Regions from separate parts of the Mus musculus genome. Here region 2 is linked to region 1. The links are chromatin contacts, called in public ChIA-PET maps. All regions are on one chromosome and are shown on one strand. The core of a region is the stretch at or near the end of the contact, and the rest is flanking DNA. Distances in the headings are between cores, read along the strand shown.

Evidence for each region. ChIA-PET counts read pairs in DNA pulled down with a chosen protein or histone mark.
Region 2: a contact with region 1 is called in an RNA polymerase II ChIA-PET map of memory CD8 T cells, with 72 read pairs. The contact joins the enhancer-like site here to the promoter of Dnajc22 in region 1. A contact is called at or near these places in 2 of 39 promoter capture datasets (3T3-L1-derived adipocytes and macrophages), 6 of 115 datasets of contacts at active chromatin or transcription factors (bone marrow-derived dendritic cells, embryonic hindbrain, embryonic stem cells and 3 more) and 3 of 9 other capture datasets (adipose tissue, macrophages and pancreatic islet).

Annotation. Positions count from the first base shown.
Region 1 is chr15:99,094,335-99,101,832 of GRCm38.p6, forward strand. It overlaps Dnajc22 (DnaJ heat shock protein family (Hsp40) member C22), which reads left to right and starts at 5,150. Exons shown (of 3, transcript NM_176835.2): 1 at 5,150-5,266; 2 at 6,489-7,441. The coding sequence starts at 6,602.
Region 2 is chr15:99,149,506-99,156,265 of GRCm38.p6, forward strand. Spats2 (spermatogenesis associated, serine-rich 2) reads left to right here. Exons shown (of 13, transcript NM_139140.1): 2 at 129-425. The coding sequence starts at 401. Among named protein-coding and RNA genes, the nearest start is that of Spats2, 26 kb to the left of the region's middle. Within about 2 kb of position 4,131, at least 22 of the 459 cell types and tissues checked have an H3K27ac peak or open chromatin away from gene starts, as enhancers often do. A contact at or near this core is called in memory CD8 T cells, where this site is marked.

The sequences.
Region 1 (7,498 bases), core at 3,900-6,399:
GTCATTAAGGATGGTTGTGAGCCACCATGTGGTTGCTGAGATTTGAACTCCAGACCTTTGGAAGAGCTGTCAGTGCTCTTAACCGCTGAGCCATCTCTCCAGCCCAAAAGATTTTATTTATTTATTTATTATATGTAAGTACATTGTAGCTGTCTTCAGGTCTCATTATGGGTGGTTGTGAGCCACCATGTGGTTGCTGGGATTTGAACTCAGGACCTCTGGAAGAACAATCAGTGCTCTTAACCGCTGAGCCATCTCTCCAGCGACACTGCGCTTCTTATCCCCCCCTCTCCTGAGTAAAATCCAAACCATCCACATCAAATCAAGAAATGCTCCAAATCCGGGCGAGCCCAAGTGGAGCCAAGAGGAAGTTCAAGGAGTCCAGGTTTTACTGTGGATTCTTTGGCTCTGGTTCCCAGCTGACAAATCAACATCTCAATCTGACAATTAGTGGTCCGGGGTTGGGGTAGGGTAGGGGGAGCAGGGCCCTTGCTGCTGTGGAGCCCTCCCGGCGGGAGGCAGAAGTGGGCGGTGCTGGCAGTGATGAACGACTCAGGGGGGGCCCAGGGCCCCGAGCGCGCATTCATTACTCTACTGACAGGCGGACGGGGGCCGGGTGGGCGGCGAGTGGACGTGCTGGGAAGGAGGCCAGTGACAGAAGCGGGAGCAAGGGAGCGTTTAACAGTCCCATCGCTCCCTCTATTCCTGGCTTTTCACTTCGACCCCCGGCCTTGACTACCTTGAACTTGGACTCCTGGTTGTTGGCCGGCTCCTTAATTAAAGAATGAGGGAGTCAGAGGTGGAGACAAACTCTGTCCTTGGATTAGGTGATTTAAGGTCAGATACCGAGACAGGATGTAGCTAGGTTTTAAAACTAGGCGCTTTGGTGCCTGACCTCAGAAGAATTGTGCGTGATTGCTCGCCCAGACAATGGCGTGTGCGTGGCGACCATGGACAGAGTGGATGGTTGCAAAGGCATCAGTGACTATGCGTGTCAGTGTCGGTGATGTGTCCCACTGATTTTATCCTTGGAGGATGAGCCACCACACCCATCCCGATATATGCCCCCCCCCCCCAACTTGCTGTCAGCTCTGCAGTTCTGGGGAAATGGCAGCAGCGTGCAGGGTGACAGCTGAGGTATGCTCCTGCGGATGTGTGGGGTGTTAACTGTGAGAGTGCTGTGACAACTGATCCCTCCCAGCCCTAACCCAAACACTGGAAGCAGTGGACACTCCTCCCCTCGCCCAAGTTTAGGTATCTAATTGCTTAGTCTTGCAGATGTGACTATTGCAAGAGTTCTTCATGACCTACATGGACAGCATATGCAATCTCCAGTACCAGTGCGGGATCTCCAATCCAGCTGGTCTCCCCTGGCTGGTGGTGATCTCCGAGAAAGGAGTGAGACTGAGCAAACACCTGTGTGATGCTCAAGCCAGAAAGACCAGATTCTTTTCTCTATCTTCCTTTCTTCTTCTTTCTCTGTTGTTGTTGTAGTTGTTGTTGCTGGAGACCGGGTTTCTCTGTATATCCTTGGCTGTCCTGGAATTCACTCTGCAGACTAGGTTGGCCTCAAACTCAGAGATCCACCCGCCTCTGCTTTCCCAGTGCTGGCATTAAAGCATGACCTGGGCTGCAGACCCCAACACCCAGATCTTTTGATTTCTAAGCGAATCCATCTCTTAGGGCCCAGAGAAGTAGTAGTTGCTGAAGACCCAAATCTTTGGACTCTTGCTTGGGCCTAGCTAATTACTAGTCCACAGCTTGGGAAGACAATACTACTTATAAATTACATTATAGTCATCTCTTTTTCGCCTAGCTCTGTCTCCACTCTTCCATTCATTCTCAAACCACTAAGAAGTTGAGACTGGCCTGACCAGGGCTGGACCTCCTGCACTTTATATAGAGAGCAGGGGATTCTGGGTCTCTGGAACATTGCTTTATAGGGCACCTCTAAGGCAGCTTCTGTTTGCCTTGCTATTCCCAGGTCTACATTGTTCTTGGGGCCACTCTAGTTTTGTCTCTTTCCCCTATGTTTTAACCTCTTTCAATTTTGTCTCGTCAAATTTGGGGTGGTCTTTGCTCCTCTTTGGGTTCCTGCCTCTGGGAATGACCCAGTGTAATAGTGATGTGCTGTGGAATCCAGGCAGCAGAGGTAGAGCTTCCTTGTTGCCACAAATGAGAACACAAGAATGACCAGGCCATGCCAGGGCACGCCCGCCGTCGCTTTTCATTCCGGGCACAGGCGCCTGGTCGATGCCCTGCTGTCCACCCTCCCCTGCAAACGGCCCTCCTCCTGGCCCCCGCCCCCTCCACCGGCTTGGAAAAGGCAAATTTGACATTTTTAAATCCCGAGCCTTAGAGGGATCGATGCGGCCCGAGGGCCCCGCCCGGGGTCGATATTCCTGATTGGGAAGCGGCCGCTGAGCGGAGCCGGGGTGTAAATCACCCGGACTGGGGGGCGTTGCGGGGGGAGGAACCAGGAAACCTACTGAATCCCACGCGCGCTCAGCGGCAGCTGGAAGGGTCTCTGCTCAGGCTGGACCGAGGGCGACCGACTAAGAAAGACAGGATTTAAAAGAAGCCGAGAGGAGCCCACCCAAGGCCTCCCCCCTCCCCCGTCTAGTCCTGCCAACTCCAGCGGCCGACTCCGGTCTCGCTTCAGCGGCCGCCATCCTCCGTTGCCCCTGGAGCCGCGAGGGAGGCCGGTGTCGGAGCCAGCCATGCAGCGTCTCCTCTCCGGCCGCTCCCGCGGGGCCCGGGCTTCGGCGGCGGCTGTCACGGAGCCGACAAGCTGGGCTGGCGGGGAGGAGGCGGGCGGGGGAGGTGTTGGGGGCGGAGGGGGGCAGCTGGAAGCCAGCGCAGTTCTCGCTCAGTGGGCGCAACAGATGTTTGCAGAATAGAGGAGCGACAAGGTGGTCTAGGGTAGCGAGCGGCGCCGGGGTGAGGGGACCTGGGCACACTTAGGAATGAGAGTGCAAACCTGCGACGTGAGCAGGCGCTGGAGGGCGCCGGCCAGAGAGACTGGGGAAAGGCTAAGCAACTTTTGGTCCTGTCTGGTCATCGCCTCGGCCTCCAGTACCTGCCGCGTTCGGTTGGGGAAACCGAGGCAGCTGAGACCGAGAGAGGCCTGGAAGATGAAAAATCGGGGACGGTGGCGAAGGTTGGGGTGGCCATCAATTTCCTCACGGGTTTCTGTATCAGCCAAGGCCAGCCCTGGGCCAGTGGCGGGTAAATACGTTACTATGCCCTCGACAGCTGCTCACACGCTCCCCTCCCTCCCGCTTCAGCTTGTCAGATTCCCCCCACCCCCACCCCACCTCCCACCCCGAGCCAGTTTATAGAACAACAATTTGGGGAAAACAATCCCGGCCGAGTGACGGCCCCGTAATTGTGACAAAGTGAGTGCGGACGGCTGGAGAGAGCGTAGGGCGGGAGCGAGGCAGGGCGAGGCGCAGGCAGGGGCTCCTCTCGCCCACCCTGTCACCCCTGTTCTCATTCCGGTCACCTCTCATCCCTCTCCTTGACTCTTCCTCAATTCTTCTTCTCTAGGTCCCCTGTGCCTCCCTTCTCGTTTCTCCATCGCTCTGCCCTCTCCTCACAGTAATGGTCCTCCTCTCGCCCCTCACCCTCCACCACCCTCCTCCAGATGTGCCTTTTCCTCGCTCATTTCTCACTCTCTTCTCCGTCCTCCACTCTTTTCTCCATCTTTTTCACGCGCTTACATTGCCCTTGGGTCCCAGGGCTCTACGGCAAAAATCTGCTTCGCTCCCTCCCCAGTCCGTCCTTTCTAGGCTGGGCCCGAAGCCTTCATCCCTTTCGCGTTTTTGGACACTTCTGGGCCCCTCCTGCGAGCAGGAGACCTGGCTCCCCGGGGTCCCCTCCCCCTCCAGGCGGTTCGCACTGGGCTCCCGGCTCCCGAGCGAGTTTGTTTGTCCAGCGGCGGCGGCTGCTTCTGCCCGCGCTGTTTGCCAAGCTTAGCGCGCCGCCGCGCAGAGCGGGCCCAATTAAGTCTCATTCATTATTCAGCGCCCCCGTCCGCCCCCCGTCCCCAGCCGTGGCTGGGTTGTCGTTTTGTCGCCCCTCCTCAGCCCTAAAGGGGCCATATCTAGTCCCCAGCTAGAACTAGACGTTGGAGGGAGCTAAAACATTCTGCCCACTGTTGACAAGTGACCCTAAGTGAAGCCCACCGGCTCCATCCCTACCTCTAATCAAGCCTGGGGAATTTCGTAGATCCAAGCTTCTTTTAAAAGAAACTGAAGCTCAGGAAAGGGTGTGACTTGGCCAAGGTCACGGAGCTGCTCGGGGATTGTAGCCCGGGATGTTGAAGGCATCTTGTAAGCCAGCTCCATTCCAGCGTCCAAGCGAGAAGGCAGGCTCCTCTCCCCCGAGTCTCCCTGGGTTTGCCCTTACTCTTCTGATGGCTCGCCCCCACCCTGTATCCCTTGCTGGTGTGGGTTCCCCCCCCCCCCTTTGCTTCAGGCTACAAGGGTCTGAACAGCTTCTGGCTCTATGGATTCTGGGCTATGCAGGCTCAGACTCCCAGGTCTGGCTGTGGAGTCCCCTAACTGGAAGGCCTGGAAGCAAGGTAGTGAGGCAGAATTGCGGGTCTTGAGGGGCTCTCTCCTTCACCTCTGAGTGGATGTCTCTCCTTTAAGAAATTAGACGTGATCCTATAATGGCCGTCTTGGAGTACAGAGAGAAGCGAGACAGGGATCACCTCCCATTTGTGGCGGAGAGGAGAGGAAGTCGAGATTTTTAATTTTATTGATAGAGTCGCCCTTTTTCTCCCGCCAGGTAGCTGCACGGTTCGGACAGCTTTGACCAGGAATGTCCCAACCTTGCAAAAAGGAGATCTGGGACTTTTGGGGACCCTCCCTTCCGTAAACGGCAGCGCCATCTGGCGGTGTTAATGAAGTGCTGCAAGAGGTGCGCACTGCCGGGAGTGGGGCGCGGTTCCAGGCCCTACAGTGTAAAACTGGGTGAGTCTGGGGAAAGCTTCCCGTAGAGAGGGCGATCAGAGCCCAGGAACACAGGACCGGAAGGTGGCTACGAAGGGGCTGACCAGGGCTTTCGGGGCGGGGCCTGCAGGAGGTGGCCTGACTTCAAACACAGTCACCCAGCACTGAGGGACAAAGTCCACTTGTGTGGAGGTGAGAGCAGTTACAGAGGGGCCATTTTGAATCTGTGTTCAAAGGCAATGGCTGTTCTGAAGCAGCCTGGAAGCCTGGGCTGCCAGGTACTGCGGCCCTGCTGGGACTGCCTGAGGGTGAGTTTGCTTGAAGTAGGTAAGACGATTGGCAGGCAGATTTGATATTCTGAGGATTTTTGCGGCCGCTTTGTAGAGTGCCTTCGATCTGGTTGATAGGGATAGGATGGCTGGGCTGTGGGGTGCTAAGGTCTGGGTCAAAATGTTCTCCAGAACGTTTAAGTGGAAGGAGTTCAGGGTCCCTTTCAAATTTGGCTTGTGGGAGAACGGCATAGTCTGGGGAGATGGGAAAGCTGGAAAGGGCTTTGGCCGAGTTACAGAATGCACCCGCTTACACACACACACACACACACACACACACACACACACACACACACACACACACACACACGATGTTAAAGGAGTGAGTTTGGCTAAGACACTGGCTTTCAAAGGGGTTTGAAACAGTGAAAAAGTATTCTCTTCAGCCCTTTCCTGTGAGCCATTACTATTCCAGAGTCTAAGGGGAGGATAGAAATTTAAGCTTCTTTTTTCCCCCTTCTTATTCTTTCTCAATTTTACTTTATGTACACGGGTGTTTTGCTTGAACCTTTGTGTGTGCACTGCATGCACTCCTGATATCCTTGGAGACCAGAAGAGGGCATCTATGAGCTGCCATGTGGGTGCTGGGAATTTAAACCCCAAGTGACCCCTGGGTCACCCGTTAGTCCCAAGCTTTTGAGTTGTTGTTGTTGTTGTTCAGGCACCTAGTTCTCAGTGTCCCAACTTAAAGTCACTTAAAACATTCTCTTCCTGGGGGTGGAGAGATGGCTCAGCCGGTTAAGAGCACTGACTCTACCTGGTGGTTCACAACCATCTGTAATGGGATCTGATGCCCTCTTCTGGTGTGTCTGAGCACAGCTACAGTGTACGTATGCATAATAATGAATAAATCTTAAAAACAAAAACATTCTCTTCCTTGGACATGGTGGCACATGCCTATAACCTCAGCACTTGAGGAGGTAGGGGCAGGAAGACCAAGATGTCCTCAGCTATGGCCGCATAAGACCAGTTTGGAACGTGCAATAAGACTGTGCCTCAAATATCAATAAATTAATAATAAATAAATGAAAATATTTTAATTGAAGCATTTCCTCCCTTAAATATGGAGTCACTGTGATTGTAAATAACAGGACTGGGGTGCTAACGGAAGATAGGAGACATCTAGTACCTGAGAGACCCCGAGGTAGGGCTAGCTTGATTTTTATTACTGCTGAGCCTTTCTCCTTGCTTCACCTCTCAGGCCTAAGGATGACCCTCCAGACTGCAGTGATTCTCACAGAGGACCTTGAGATTTCTGCAATTTGATCAATGTCAAACGCCACTGGATTTTCTCTGAGACTCTTGCCCTAGAGGATGGCCAAAGGGCTGCTGATGACCTATGTCCTTTGGGCTTTGGGGGGTCCTGTTGGGCTCCACCACCTGTACCTGGGAAGGGACAGCCATGCCCTGCTCTGGATGCTCACCCTGGGAGGTGGTGGGTTGGGCTGGCTCTGGGAATTCTGGAAGCTCCCGAGCTTTGTGGCTCAAGCCAACAGAGTCCAGAGTTGGAAACAGAGGCCGGAAGAGGAGAGACCACCTCTCAGTCTCCTTCGCTTTGCTTCCCAGATAGTAGTGGGTGTCTATTTTGGTCTTGTGGCTCTAGTCAGCCTTTCTTCCATGGACAACTTCTATATAGTGGGCCTCCCACTGGCTGTTGGCTTAGGGGTCTTGCTGGTAGCTGCTGTTGGTAACCAGACCTCAGACTTTAAGAATACCTTAGGAGCGGCCTTCCTCACGTCCCCTGTGTTCTATGGCCGCCCCATAGCCATCCTGCCTATCAGTTTGGCTGCCAGCATTACAGCCCAGAAGCATCGACGATACAAAGCCTCAGCGGGGTCAGAGACACTTAGTGTGCGGCTCTACCGCGTGGGCTTGGCTTACCTCGCCTTCACCGGCCCTCTGGCCTACAGTACGATGTACAACACAGCTGCCACCATTAACTACGTGGCAGAAACCCTGGGTTCCTTCTTGAGTTGGTTCAGCTTTTTCCCACTTCTTGGCCGCCTCGTGGAGTCTGTCTTGCTTCTGCCTTGCCGGATCTGGTGGCTACTGGTCGGAGGTCCTGGCTTCAACAGCAGCCGGTTCCAGGAGTGGGAAAAGCTCTATGAGTTTGTCGACAGTTTTCAGGATGAGAAACTTCAGCTGGCTCACCAGGTAAGCCTTTCTTCCCTCTTCGGGTAAGTCTCCTCAGAGAGGAGAGCCTGTCTGGAC
Region 2 (6,760 bases), core at 2,881-5,380, 54 kb after region 1:
ACATGGTCAGGTTTGCTTGAGACAATGGCGGTGCATTTTAGTAACTGAAGCCTGTTCCATAGGAACTCTCGTCCCGTGGAGGATGCTCGTTATCGCAGCAGTAAACGTGTGTGTGGTTTTCCTCCTAGGATCTCCCTGGGGAAAGACATGACTGTCTGCGGAGATTCATCCTGACAAGAAGTTGATACCAGAGAAGGAAAAGAAATTGACAGCTAGAGAACAGAATCTTAAACAACCAGGATTTTGGATTTATCACTTCCAACTATAGACTTCTATTGCCACTTTTAAATTAGCAGGATTCCCAGAACTTGGACGAAGATAATTTCTTCTGGTTTTTGCTTGTTTTCTCTCTTTCTTTTCTTTTTTCTTTCTTTTTTAATTTGATCGTGAGGAAACTGCAATGTCTAGGAAACAAAGCCAGAAAGGTAAGATCACATATGTGCATAAATTGTTAAGAGAATGACTGTTGCCATCAGGGGATGTGTGTAGCTTAGTGGTGGATGCTTGCCCAGCATGCACGGGGCCCTGGGTTTTAGTCTCGAGCGTTGTGTGAATACGCAAGCCCCAGAGCATGGCGACAGGGACTAAAGCTCAGGCCTGGGGCACTCGTGAGGCGAGGATCCTCAGGTAGGTGTGTGGTTTGGAGCGGTTCATTCAGTAATGTGTCCTGAGCCACTTCTCAAGCATTGTCTTGGTGTTAGTTCTGCATATACGCTTGATAAGGGACTTGATCTCCTTAGAAATTGCTTTCCTGGGCTGGTGAGAAGGCTCAGCAGTTAAGAGCACTGACCCAGCACTCGGGAGGCAGAGGCAGGCAGATTTCTGAGTTCGAGGCCAGCCTGGTCTACAGAGTGAGTTCCAGGACAGCCAAGGCTACACAGAGAAACCCTGTCTCGAAAAACCAAAAAAAAAAAAAACAAAAAACAAAAAAAAAAAAACCAAAAAAACAAAAAACCCCAAAACAACCCACCCGCCCCCCAAAAACAAAACAAAAAAAACCAACAACAACAACAAACCCAAAAAAACTATGGACCGAAGCAAGTGGGGCCCAGAGCGAGCAGGGCTGGAGCAAGAGGGAGAAGGGAAGGGGAAAAGAAAAAGAAAAAAAAAGAAATTGCTTTCCTACTCAAGACAGATCTATCTAATTGTAATAAATTTGCTGGAGGGTGAGGTGTGACCCTCTGCTGCCGTCCGTTCCTACAATGATGGCAAGGCGTGAGGCGCGATGGGAGCTGCTTCCTGCCTCATGGTTCCTATTCTCAGGGAAGGAAGTGGTGTGAGGGTGAGGGCTTCCTGGCTCCTTTCCTTCTTTAGCTTTCCTTCCAGGTTTGCCTTCCTGGCAAAATGGAAGACACAGGCAGGAAGTATGAAGAGAGGTTACACTGAGGGAAGCAAAAATGGCTGCACAGGGCCCTTCTCCAGTGCACTGGAGCCGCCACGGGAGCCGAGGGTCACCACCGCACAGGGCCGCTGTGCCCTCATTTCAGGAATGGCCCAAGGTGTCTTGACTTTCTTCTCTTGTTCATTTTAATTTTCAGCCTAATGTTCTTTAATTCAAAACACAACTCCATGAATTGAGGTCTTCACATACTAAATACGCTTTTAATTTTGATTTGACAGTTCAAAAACCTAATAATATAATATGGCAGAGCTCCTCCTAGTTTTGAAAGTTTTATGTTCTTCATATAACAGATTTTAATAAAGAAAACTTACGCTGTAAGGAATGGTTAGGTTACTAAAAGAGTTCAAGTGTGATGACTTATAAACTGGAAAAAATGTATACTATCTCCTTTTAGTCAACAACATGATTGCTCTTGCTGCAGTTACACTTGAAGACAAGCTTCTATTCCCTCCTACACGTGAGAGCCACCGTGAGGAAAGGGGACATAGCACGTGGCTGTCAGTGATTTACTCCGACAAGAAGGGCCTCTGACAAGAAGGGCCTTCGTGTGTGTGTGTGTGTGTGTGTGTGTGTGTGTGTGTGTGTGTGTCTCCATGGAGTCCAGAAGAGCCTGTCAGAGCCCCCTGGAGCTGGAGTTACAGGTGGTTGTGAGCCTTTTGTGTGGATGCCAGGAACCAAACCTGCTCTTCTGTAAGGTTTATTTCTTTCATATTTCAAATAATTGCACTACTCTCCCCACCCTTTCCCCCTCCCACACCCTCTTATCTACCCTTCTTTGCTCGCTTTCAAACCGATAGCCTCTTTTTTCCGTGTAAGTGTTTGCTCTGAAAGGCTACCGGAGTATACTGCAGTGGTGTTATTCAGAGTGAGCTAGAAATCATACCAAGTGGCATTTTGTCATCTACATTTCCCATCTCTGATTTGCTCCCTTTTCAAGCATTCACGTGTATACTTGCGCGCATAGGTGCACGCGCACACACACACATGCACACAAGACTAAGGACAACCTTAGCTTTGTTCCTCTTTAGGTCTGGTCCTCATGGCTTTTAAAACAAGGCCTCTCTTGTAGCCTGGGACTTGCCAATTAGGCTAGGCTGGCTGGCCAGCAAGCTTGCATTAGTCAGCCTGCCTCTCACTCCCCAGCTGGGATTATAGATAGGCACACGCAAGCCACCAAGCAAGCCCAGCTTTGGTTTTGGACATTAAACTAGGGCCTCATCCTTGAACAGCAAGAGTGTTATGTATGGGGGAGCTGTCTCCTCAGCCCCATGTTTTCTTTATTTTTCTAAATGTCCTTTTTTTCTTAATCGTCCTTTTCTTCATTATTAAGCACTATTGGTAGAATAAAAGGTTATCACTCCGATACTAAAATCTTCAGTTTTGAAGCTTGAGAATACCCTAAGCTAGTTAACAGTTCTGCTTCTCTCTCTCTCCCCCCCTCCCTCCACTCTCTCTCTCTTTTGACAAGCTCTCTTAAGTAGCCCTGGCCTGCCTCTGCCTCGCTGGTGGCACTAAAGCTGCGTGCTGCTCCACTCCGTGTTGACAGCTTCCCTCCTTGCGCTTACGTTTGCAGTAGAGCCCAAGCTCCTACAGGTTCCAGTAGTTCATGTGAAGAAACAGCTCCATTTATAATTTTGTAACAGTTTTCCAAGCTGGTATGAAATGGCATGGCATAGCTCATTGATGAGGAAAAGCTAAGATATAGACTTACTAGACACCATGTTTATTTGCTGACCCATCTTTTATGACCCACCATGTAGGTCACCTCTGCTTTGCCCCTCATCCATACATGGCTGTTCCATCGCTCCCTCCCTCCCTCCCTCCCTCCCTCCCTCCCTCCCTCCCTCCCTCTGCTTCCCTTCTACCTGAACCTCCTTCCTTCTGTCCTTCCTTTCCCTCTCTCCTTACTTCCCTTCTCTCCCCTTTCTTTCTTTCATCTATCTTGTAACCCAGTGCCAGGGAGACAGAGACAGATGGATTTCTGGTACTCAGTTGCCAGCCAGCCTCGTCTAGGTGCAAGCCCCAGGCCAGAGAGAGACCCCGAGGAATGCTCACTTTGGTGGTCAGTGCTAGGTGTGTCCAGTTCATACAAGAACCACTGCTACAAGAGTTGACGTTGTTCAGGCATTTCTTTTCAGTTTATTTTTTAAAGAAGTTTTGTGTTTGCTTGCTTATTTATTCTGTGTGTGCATGTATCTGTGTAGGGACATGCATGGCTTCGTGTTTGAGTGTGTGACGTGGCGTCCATGTGCAGCTCAGAGGGGAACTTGGAGGAGTCCTTTTCTCCTTCTACCATCTGAGTGAGGCCCAGGGATGCACGCAGATCACCAGACTTGCCAATGAGACCTTTGCCTGCTGATTTACTGTGGGCTCTTGAGTTTACTTTTATTCTCTATGTAGCCTTGTGTGTCCCGGGAACTTGCTCTGTAGACCAGGCTGGCCTCAGACTCACAGAGATCCCCTGCCTCTGCCTCCCAAGTGCCCACCATGCCTGACTTACTTTTTAATTTTCAAAGAGAGTTGAATAATAGAAGAAAGATGGCTAATGATAGTCTGATAACCATACTTCCAGGTTATCTGGGCTTCCAGGCTTGCTCTTTTCTAACTTTGCCTGTATTTACCTGCATTTCTTACCTTTCTTTGGCCACGGTAACTATAAACCATACTGTTCCTCATCTACTTCCTGTCTGTGTAGAGTCAGAGCTGTGGGTTCCACAGGAAGCTGGCTGCCACGGCACTGTTGGCGTAATGGCTCTGTGCGGTAGTGTCAAGTGAACAACAGCAGGCATTTTGTGCAACACGGAGCGGAGCGCCACACTCAGTGTGTCACTCTGGACAGGGACAGTACTGTCTGTAACCGATGGCCCAGGCTGGGAGCATTGTTCAGTGGTAGAGCTTTTACCTAGTGTGCAGGAAGCCTTGGGTTTGATGCCCAGCACTGCAGAGTATGAGGAGGGAGTCTCAGATTATAATCCCATTTTTCACCTCACCTTGTCAAAGGAATGCTTTGTCATCATTTATATGGTAGGAAACGGTGTAATCAATCTAAATAAAAGCTACAAATTTAGTAGCTCCCTGCGAATCTCCACACCTGGGTGGACTCTTCTGTACACTTAAGTTGGCTATAGCAGTCTAGAGTGGAGGGTAGGCAGGTCTTCTGATGAAGAGCAATCTGTTCATGAAAGTCTCTTCAGCCGGGCGTGGTGGCGCACGCCTTTAATCCCAGCACTCGGGAGGCAGAGGCAGGTGGATTTCTGAGTTCGAGGCCAGCCTGGTCTACAAAGTGAGTTTCAGGACAACCAGGGCTATACAGAGAAACCCTGTCTCGAAAAACCAAAAAAAAAAAAAAAAAAAAAAAAAAAAAAAGTCTCTTCAGCACTTGACAGAGCCTCTGTGTGTTCACGTCTTTGTGTATATACCCAGAAGTGGGGTTGCTGAATCTTACAGTAGATCTGTTTAATCTTTAATGGAGCCACCATTTGGTTTACAGTGACAGCAGCCATGCGCCAAGCTTCAGTTGCCCCAGCTCTTTACCTCGGCTTTTTCTTGGGTTACTTTTGGCTTTATGTCATCATTAGGCCTAAAACACCTTTGTCTGATTTCTTTCCTTTCCTTCTCTCTCCTCCCCTCCTCGTTTCTCCTCTTCTTTTTCTCTTTTCTTTCCTGACTCGTCCAGCAGGTCCAGTTATTCGAGGGTCTCGAGGGGACCTTCTCCTAAGGACCAAATGGGGGTAGAGAGAGACGAGGGCCTTGTGCGAATAACACAGAAACGTTCTGAGTTGCGTCAAAGCCCCAATGTATTAGCCAGGCCCATGTACAAGCAAAAGGGGAAGTACAGGTACTTATCAGCAGGAGGGGTGGGGCAATACAAGCAAAAGGAGAAGTACTTATCAGTGGGGGGGGGGGCAATAGAAATTTTTTCTTTTGGCAGCTACACGGGGAAGCAGGAACTTGGTGGTATCAGGATGTGGTCAGGACTTCAGCGATGACTTAGGACTGGAACAATCTGTGGTTGTTCTCGGAATCGGTGTGTCGGTGGCCCGCTTTTGACCCCCTTTTCTTCTCGGGGGGGAGAGGCCCAATTCAGAGATCAGGACAATTGTGTTGTCTTAATAGCTCCTAACATCTCCCCCGTTTTAATATTTTTATAAAGGCATATTGTATAATAAATTTGTAGCTACGTTTTTAACGACCACCTAAATGTCTGTTTGCTCACCGGGTGAGTCTCTAAAACCACGAAGGACACAAGGACAAGTCATCTATGAGGCTTGAATCAATGGTTCCAGTCTGTTGGGTATCACCTGAGCTAGCCAAGGGATTTAGGAACGAAGCAAGCTCCGTGGGTAGAGGTAGAGGTCTGATCCCCAGTGTGCAATGTTAGAGGCCATGTACAGATTGACTCTTAGGCCCATAGATTTTTACCCAGAGTAACCCTGACCTGTTCCCGTGAGGTTTTTCCTGAGGGAAGGACCCTAGGCACTCAACCTTCATGTAATCAGACATGCCTCTCAGAGACTGTCTAACAGCTTCCAGACTAATCTCTGTGCAGTACTTAGTCTTACAACTCTCACGGGTGACGGCTTCAAGTTCTAATTTTTTGATGTGTCTAGCCTGGGATGACTGTTTAGCTTCCAATGTGGCGAGAATGTATATTACCATGTCTGAAGCACAGACTACGGCAATCTATAAATGATTCGTGGCATGAGACTGATGGCCGAATTTAGGGGGAGGGGAATGATCTTACTTAAGCATTTTATGGAAATTGAGTCTCCCCCCCCCCTCCAGACGAGGGTGATGAAGCGGCATCTATGTCTGACTCTTTTCTAGTAACCTGCTTGTTATCGCCAACGTCCAGCTGATGGTAATGAACTGAAACAAATGCGCTTGAAAGAGATGAATCAATTTGAGATTTAACAAATCGGGTCAATTTCTGAAATGCCCAAGGACCGTAGGAGATCAATAATAGGAGTCCCAATAGGGGCCCTAAAAGGGAGGGCAACAAGGTCGAAAGCCAGGGGGAGGTTGAAAACCAGTTTTGGTAGTCCACCTTTCCCCTAGGCCATTGTAAATACTTGTGTATGGGTGTAACTCAGCTATCTATAGTTCTAAGTATCTACTCTGGTTCCTCTTTAGGTCTTAAACTTCCTTCTTCCTAGATGATGGTAAATTCCTGTGTAAGGCAATGACCTAGCTTTTATTAAAGTGATAGTGTAATGCCAGAAGCAATTCTGAATGTCACTGTATAGGCAACGTTCTTCCTGAATTCCAAGCCCATGGTCAGCTCAAGGACTTTCTAGGATGCTATATCCTGTCCTATGCTAAGACTACTACTTCTAAGACATCCTTTGCCTCCAAATT